Linked DNA regions of Sus scrofa: region 2 is linked to region 1. The links are chromatin contacts, called in public promoter capture Hi-C maps. All regions are on one chromosome and are shown on one strand. The core of a region is the stretch at or near the end of the contact, and the rest is flanking DNA. Distances in the headings are between cores, read along the strand shown. Region 1 holds the start of FMR1 (synaptic functional regulator FMR1). Region 2 holds the start of IDS (iduronate 2-sulfatase).

Region 1 (4,260 bases), core at 647-3,146:
TAGTGTAAAATAATGTAAATAAAAAGGAGGCCTTCCAGGGACTGATGATGACAATGTGCTGAGAATTGAGGAACGAAATCAACTCTTTGCACCTGAGATACAAGTAACTCATAGGAATCCAGCTGATAACCCTAAGGAGAAGAGCATTTCTGGGGCCAGGAAGCATGTGTAGAGACATGAAGGCATGAAAGTGCATCAGAGGCTCAGGGACCAGCACCAGGTTTAGTGCAGCTTGTAGTGGTTGTGAAGCGCCGATATCTGAATGAGTAAATTGAACAACACCCTACACGTGGGAGGTACAGTCATTCTAATCAATCAATCTGTCCCCCTTTACCACATTGGGGTTAAAGCTCCTGCTCTGGTCTGCTTCCCTCCAGCCTACGGTGAGATTCTCTTTCCGCCCCATTGAAATCTTTGCATCTTGTAACTACTCCAGAAACCCTAGTTCAAAAGGCTTCGTGTTCAGCGTGGCCTCAAGGAATGTGGCCCTTGATCTGAGGCTTTCATGCTGGAGCTCCACCAGCAGCAACACTGCTACTCTGGCTCGGAGGAGGGTGGGAAGGGAACTGGAGGCCCCAGGATGCCTCACATTCTGGGGCACCTGCCTGGGGCAGTTCAACCCGCCTCTACCAACTCAGTGTTGCCAGTTCACGCTTACTGGTCACATTCCAGCTGGAGCCGTTTCCCAGTTCCGACCCCCCCTCCCCCACCCCACACGGGATCCTGTCCCACTATTATAGGTGTACCTACTCTACATAGCTCTTATCACGGTTCCAACTCCACGTTTACTTTTCTGACAATTTTGATTTTCGTTTATCTATGCTTCTAGGTTCCAAGTTCAAGGCAGGCGACTCTTTCTTTCTCTCACCAGTGTCTCACTGGCACTCAGCATAGTATCTGGCATTTGGTCGGGGCTCAATAAACTCGGTTGAATAGAAGCCTTCCAAAGGAAATCTAGATCAAGGTGGATACAAGCACGGTGCAGAGGCAGGGGGAGAGTTCCGGTTTGTTCCACTGCGGAGGGTGAAGTGGGAGAGCGGCAAGGAAACGGGTGCACGGGCCCCTGGAGATAGGTGGCCTGTGGTACAGCGCGGGCATACAGTGGGCGCGAAAGAGTAGAGAAATCAACTGTAAAGAAATGAACAAGGGTTTAACACATTTTTTCTTGTTTTGAACGCATGTTAGGTAAAAGTATGACCCTGAATCGAGGGAAGGGAAGTATGTGGGTCAGTGCCGGGTCTGAGGGAGGGCTGACACTTTGCGATGCTGACACAATCCACTGCCCCTCAGAGGACACGGGACGGATCCACAGGGCGGCCCAAAACCTCCTGGGGCGGGGGCGGCGTTAGTCTCACCTTCTGCCGCTAAGGGTCACACAAGCCTGGGTCACCGTGGTCGCCACTGTTACTAGTTCAAAATCTTTCATCTAAGTCTTCACCTTTATTCTTGTCCCCCACTCCAGCTCCAGCTCAATCAGGCTCTGCCCTACTTCAAAACAAAACCCCTCCAACCCAAGCCGGCCCGGACTTAGCTAAGTGAATACGCTTGGTGGCTATGGGAGGCCCTTTCCCACGCCTCGGCTTGGCCCCCTAAATGAAAGGGTGCTCTGGACCTCGCCGGGCAAGGGGAAGCCGGCCGACCTCGGCCAGCGGGGCGACCTGTCGCCGCCCTTCCCGCCTTCCCGCCCGCCGCCGAGCCCGCGCACGCCCAGCCCGCGCGCCCTACGTTGGGCCCGGCCCCCGGCCGGTCCCCAGCAGCGCGCAGGCGCGCGCTCCTGGGCCCGCGAGGGGAAGAGGGCGGGGCCGAGGGGCCGAACCCGCGGGGGGAGGGGCGGCGTCGGTCACGTGACGCGGTTTCACTGTTTACACGCGGAGCGGCCGGAGCGTTCGGCCTCAGTCAGGCGCTCGGCTCCGTTTCGGTTTCACTTCCGGTGAGGGGCCGCCTCGGAGCGGGCGGTGAGCCGACGGCGAGCGCAGGCGGCGGCGGTGACGGCGGCGCCGCTGCCGGGGGGCGTGCGGCAGCGCGGCGGCGGCGGCGGCGGCGGCGGCGGCGGCGGCGGCGGCGGCTGGGCCTCGAGCGCCCGCAGCCCAGCTCTCGGGGGCGGGCTCCCGGCGCGAGCAGGGCGGACGAGAAGATGGAGGAGCTGGTGGTGGAAGTGCGGGGCTCCAATGGCGCTTTCTACAAGGTACTTGGCTCCAGGGCAGGCCCCATCTTCCCCTTCTTTCCCTCCCTTTTTTCTTAGCCTCGGCTGGAGGCAGGCCTGGGGCCCGCTTCCCGAGCGCCGCGCCCGGGGACCAGGCGCGCTCGGCGGGATGTTGTTTGGAAGGGAGGGAAGGACCGGACTTAGGGCCTGTAGGGAGCCCCTCGAGCCCCGCTGCCTCTCCTAGGGGAGGCCCCGGCGCCTGTCGGAATGAGAAGCCGGGCAAGGAAAAGAACGTGTCCTTTCGGGGGCCGAGTCCCGGCAAGGAGAGCTGGGGATGGGCGAGGGCCGACGGCAGATAGGAGATCCGGGCGGGAAGGGCCGGTATCCGCGCCGAAGTGACGGTGACGGCTTATTTCTCTTTTTTTAAATATCCTCTCCCAGTGGGATCCGGGCCTGACGTGTGGGTAGTTGCAGAGGAGCGGGGGGCGCTTCCGTCAAGCCGCCTTCTGCCTTGCAAAGAGCGTTTGCGATCTCCTTTGGCTTCTCCAGCATTGGGACTTCGGAGAGCTCCACTGTTCTGGGCGAGCGGTGTAAAGAAAGAGTAGTAAGAAGCTGTAGTCGGTACCAAATCACAATGGCAACTGATTTTTAGTGACCTTTCTTTGTGGATTTCAGAAGAGGTTTTAGATTCAAAAGTTTCAGGAAGACCCTGACGTATCCGAGTAATGCATTATAAAAGTTGGTAATCTTGAGTATTCGTGGCCCCCCTTCCCTTTTTATAAATGTGGGCGAATTCAGGAATACAGATGCTTCAGCGTCTAAAAACATTGGCAACTCTGCTTGCTACTTAAGAAAAATTTAACCCTCCGAAGGCCTGGATATATGCCATGAAACTTGAGGAAATTAAGAGTATATCATTGCTGGGGATTTTTTAAGTAAATAGAAATGATTGTTTTGTGCTCCAAGTACTTGACTATCTTCTCTGAATGTGTAATGTTGCAGTGGACTGTATTGTTGAGGTTTTAAGGAGGCTTGCCAGGTTTTATTGCGGGTCTCTCTTTAAGTTACACCATTGCAAATCAATCAGCTAATATCTTGCATTTTGAAAAGGAGGATTAAAAATATTTTCAAGTGTTGGTAGTGTGTCGATACTTAGTGTAGATCTAGCAATCTATGGGTTCTCATTTCCTCTTGAATGTCTCTCTATAACTTTTGTAAGCAATGTCCCACCTTACTACAGAATTTCGGCAACAGAAGGTGCATGTAGAAGGAAGCGTGGAAATTAAATATTGCCATTGTCCAAATGCAATTCTTAAATTTATATAGGATAACACAAACGTTTCAAACAAGCAATAGGAAAATAAACATTAACTATGTGTTTACCAATTTTACATTGATATTTGGAGATCGATATATTTCGTAAGTGAAAAAAGTAAATAAACAGTTCCATACTTTTAGCAAAATGATAAAACTTTTAGCTGTAAAAGGAAGAAAAAATAACTCACCATTGATGCTCTTAACAGTCTCACCAGTATAAAATTGTTTCACTTGACTCTTGCAGTCCAAATTCTGGTTGCATTTATTTCATTAATCCATAATTTCTGCTGGTTAGTTTGTGTAGAACTGTTCTGTTTCCTAGACTGGTAGTTGTGCTCACTCGATTTGGGGCACTAACTGCAAGAAATGTGAGCAGGGGTAATGGTTGAGCGATGATAATTAACTTAGATTGGACGCCACTCTTACTGTCTTGTAGTGGGGTTTGCTTGCTATAGAGGGCAAGTACCACATCCTGGTTTTGAAGGATTTATTGTTCTCTTCCAGCAACCTATGATTTGCTTCTGTGATTTTGCTTGTAAACTGATTGAAATAAAAGAAATGCCCTCTGTCTCTGCTCTTAACACCCCCCACATTTTTGTTTTTCAATGAAGTTGCTTAATATAAAGGTGAATAAAGGAATGGGCTGTCTCTTACTTAGTTCCTTGAGAGGAAATGTGAAATGTGAACAGACATGCAGAGAGATTGGTCTTGTGTTTCATTAAAGTTTTATTTTTTTAAAAAACCTATATGGTCTGTATTGGTAGAAAAGTGGTTTCTATAATGAAAAAGATCTAAATAAA
Region 2 (4,260 bases), core at 914-3,413, 1.2 Mb after region 1:
AATTTATACTTTCCTTCCCCCCCAAACTTTTCATCAAATAATCATGCACTACTTCAAGTTAAAAAAAAAAAGGTTTAAAGTTTGTGCTTCAGCATTCTCATTGTGGCATTAAAGAGAGCCAGCTGACCAGTGCTGAAAGTCAGGGCTGGTGGCCCCTGGCACTTCTAGGGACCCTGGGTCCCAGCTTACCCTCCTCCTTCTGATCTAATTCAGACAGTAGGCAGGCGACCGCCACCAAACTGCAGCCTCTTCGCTGGGCGAGTCAGCATAGCTGCCCTGGTCTCGCCTTACTGCCAGGGAGCCTGGATACAGAGGGTCAGGCGCAGAGCTGGACTCGCAGCCAAGGCCACCACGCCCGTGCCCCCACCAGTGGCCTTCCTTCCAGCCGAGGAGCTAAAGGAACCTGGATTCCGAAGGAAGAAAAGCCCTTCTGCCATTTCTCACTTTGGGTGAGAACACACCGCCAAGCTGAGGAGTATTCTGTACCAAGGTGGCAGTGACTCTCCCCAAGAGGCCCCTGCAAAGACAGCCCCGACCCCAGGAGGGGACCCCAGGACTCAGGCACAAAACAGGACAGAGCCCAGACTCTGCTGGGCAAGTAGTACCAGGGTGAAAGACTTTTCCAACGGACACGGTCACGTAGCCGTTCTGCTTGAAGTACTGCGGGATGGTGGAGAAGTTCCCGGCGTGCGCCCTCCAGTAGGAGTTGAAGTCATACAGGCGGGTCGTGTCCGGTCTCCTCCCGGTGAGAAAGGACACGCGGCTCGGCGCGCACACCGCTTGCTAGTAGGAAGCAGAAGCAGAAGGAAACGTCCTCAGAGGAAAACAAGAGTCTGTGAGCTGAAAGGTAACCAGGCAACCTCCAGGTCCTCAGTGAAGAGCTGGGGTGGCTGCATCAGGCAGCTCTCCAAGCCATCCAGCAGGGTTTGGGCCTCACCCAGATGCCAAAAAGAAAGAAGTCTCCCCAGGCTGGGGGCTGGGGGCGGGGGGCGCCCTCAGCCCCTCACTCCAGCCGATGACTGTGCCCTTCTGCTTGATGGCATCTCCTGGGTACCCAGAGCAGGCAAGGATCCTGGGGGTGGCCACAGGAAGGGACACAGGGAGGAGTGCCACCATGGCAACACTCCCTCCTTAGCACCCAGCAATCCCCCATTTGGGGAGGAAAGCTGGGCAGGACCGGGCTATGGCATGCCACCCTCTACCCAAGGAGAAGCACCGTGAAGGCATAAGCTTCCTTGCCAGTGAATAACCAGGTTCTTCTCAACCACCATTTCCCAGACCATGCTCCCTTCTAATAAAGAGATGCCCGGCACAGTGGGTGCCATCCCCCAACCCTCGGTGCAGGAGGCAGCACACCCACACCTCGAGGTGCGCACACATACCTGGGCAAAGGCATTCTGGAAGAGAAGGCTGTGGGATGCCAGCTGGTCGATGTTTGGAGACCTTACCAGCTTGTCCCCGTAACAGCCCAGGGAGGGGCGCAGGTCATCCACGATGATTAGAAGGACATTCAGAGCATCTGCACTCGAGACAGGGGCTTCAGTGAGATCACCTGCAGCGACACCCAACCCCCACCCGTGGTGGGCGCCGGGGTACCCAGAGGCCCATAGCTGGCCCCAGCCACCTTGACAACTGAGCCAGCCAAGCCAGGGAAGGTGGGGGTAGGTGCACAGAGGAAGCCCCAGTCCTGGGTGGCAGGGTTAGGCTCTGGCCATGGCCTCAAACCAGGACGGCAGAGGGAGAATGAGGGAGGGAGGGAAGTGGGTGGAAGGGAGGTAGGGGAGGGAGAGATGGAAGAAGGAACTGTAGGAAGGAGGGAGCGAAGCGGGTAAGGGAGGACGTGGGCAGGGAAAAAGGGAGGGAGCCCCGCAACGTGGGCGAGGGCGCAGGAGGCACCTGTGGCGACGCTGCCCGGCGCCGCGGATCCGAGGGAGGCGCAGGCAGAGCCCAGGACCAGGCCAAGCCAGAGCAAGCCCCGGCCGGGCGGCAGCATTCTTGCCCCAGCGCGGCCGCTCCGGGACAACGATGACAAGCTTGGGCAGGCGGGCCGGGCCGCCCCCGCCGCCAGCCTCGGGTGGGCAGCCCCAGCGGACCGCGCAAGGCAGCCGCAGCCGCCCGGCGCACAGGCCCGGGCGCTGGCCCGGGCGCGAGTGCGCCTGCGCGAAATCCGGGCCACAGAGGGCGGGGCCGCGGCTCCAGGGCGGGGCCGGCCCCGCCCAGGTGCCCCGCCCACCGTCCGGCCAGGGCGCGCCGCCGCAGCAGGACGGCTCCTTTGCGAGTCTTTCCAGGCGTCTCTGGTTTGAGTTTGCAAGCACTTTTCTGAACCAGCGGTTTCCTGCCTCTTTGCCTTTGCTCCTGCTATGCTTTCTCCTGGGAGCCCTTCCCTTCCCTCATCTCTCTACAAAATTCACATCTTCCTTGCAGACCGGCCCAAAGGCCATTCTCCTTCAATGAGACCCTATGAGAACCTGCCTTCCTCCATCTAAAGGGACCCCTTTTCTATGCACTTGTTCAACAAATACATAATGAGTACCCCAGATACGTATACCAAGCACTGTTGGCGGTTCTGGAGTTCTAAGTCCCCGCCCTGGTGGAGCTCGCCCACAATTAATGACCAAATAAACATTGAATGGCAGTGGGCATGCGTGTTCTGGAGAAAACTAACACAGGAGGTGAGCGGGGCACACGGAGAGTTTCACGCTATTTTCTATGGGGTGGCCAGGCAAGGCCTTGCTCGTAAAGCGACATTCGAACACAAACTTGGAGGTGAGGGAGCAGCCATTGTGGAGAGCATGCTTGGCAGTATTAGCCGATGGCAGAGGCTGGTGTAGCTGGCACGGCTGGCACAGAGGCTGGTGTGGCTGGCGAGGAAACAGGAGATGGGGAGCAGGTAGGCGGTGGGAAGAGCGAGAGTCAGAATTCTCAGGCGAATTCTCAGGCAAGAATCAGTCACCACCGTCTGCCTGGGGCTGAAGATTGGGCAGGAAGTGTGACAATCCCCTCTCCGTCTCTGACTCACCCCTCCCACCCCCTCCGCCTCCTAAAGAAATAAGCTAACACAATACCAGGCCGATTAGAGATCTTACTGCTTTTGCCTGCGGGAATGCAGAAATATTAGTATTGTTATTGGGGGCTTCCTATACCCCAGGCAACATGCTAATTTTCTCCTCACACCAACACTGTGAGCTAAATGCTGCTGTCCTTCCGGTTTTACAGATCCAGAAATTAACACCCCAAGAGGTTAAATCTCCTGATGTGGCACACGTTGGGGGCGTGGAAGCGCAGGGCAGCTCTCCTTGAGAGGCAGGCTCCTTAGCTGATAGCCAGTGCAGAGCGTGGGCCTCGTCTGAGGCCTGCTGCCATTGCCACTGCATCTGCTTTGCTGTTTCCTCGGGTCCCAGAAGGGTGGCGTTGGTGGTGGTGTTCACACCACAGCCTGGCTGCTGTCCCCTCAGGAAGGGCGGTCTCCGCCTGCCCTCCCCAGGCCAGAGCATCCTGAGTCCCGCACGGTTGGCCAGCCCCAGACAAGCACCCAAGCTGCCAGGCTTCAGGTGGCATCTCAGCTGTTCCTCCTCATCCTGACACCTCCCTTGTATGGGTGGCTTTTCCCTCCCCAAAGAATGGCCTTAATGTTTCAGGAAACTCTGAGCCTGACATCAACAAGGACCCCAGTGTCTATTTAGAAAATCACTCTTATTTCCTCTTTCCTTGGCATCACGACAGTTGCCTCCTGCAAGCTTAAGAACTAAGGACCAAATGATAGCAATCTTGTCTTTATCAAAACACCATTAATTAAAAAATAATTCAGTAGGGGATTCCTGTCATGGCTCAGCGGTAATGAACCTGACAAGGATCCATGAGGACGCAGGTTCGATCCCTGGCCTCACTCGGTGGGTTAAGGAGCTGGCGTTGCTGTGGCTGTGGCGTAGGTCGACAGCTGCAGCTCCCATTCGACCTCCAGCCTGGGAACTTCCATATGCCGCAGGTGCAGCCCTAAAAAACAAAAAAATAATAATAATAATTCAGTAAAGCCCAGGGTTGATCAAAGAAGGGAATGAGGCCAAAAGTCGCACACAGTCCCTGCATCTAAAGATGTCTGCTGTTCTCTGGCGGACGCTTCCTGTGCGCCAGCCTGTCCAGTGCGGGCAGGAGGCAGGCAGACTGGTCCTTGCCTCCCCGCCCCCTCCAGCCACCGGGAGGTGGGACAGCAGCAATACCTGATGCCCATCACAGAGGCGGACTTCTGATTTGTCAAAAAGA

The links. Promoter capture Hi-C pulls out the DNA fragments that hold promoters and counts their contacts.
Region 2: a contact with region 1 is called in a promoter capture Hi-C map of liver, with 5 times the contacts expected there. The contact joins the promoter of IDS here to the promoter of FMR1 in region 1. A contact is called at or near these places in 1 of 5 promoter capture datasets (liver) and 1 of 2 datasets of contacts at active chromatin or transcription factors (alveolar macrophages).

What each region holds. Positions count from the first base shown.
Region 1 is chrX:120,359,341-120,363,600 of Sscrofa11.1, forward strand. FMR1 (synaptic functional regulator FMR1) reads left to right here and starts at 1,897. Exons shown (of 17, transcript XM_005673959.3): 1 at 1,897-2,185. The coding sequence starts at 2,135.
Region 2 is chrX:121,594,362-121,598,621 of Sscrofa11.1, forward strand. It overlaps IDS (iduronate 2-sulfatase), which reads right to left and starts at 2,164. Exons shown (of 9, transcript XM_021080477.1): 1 at 1,897-2,164; 2 at 1,383-1,519; 3 at 606-783. The coding sequence starts at 1,993.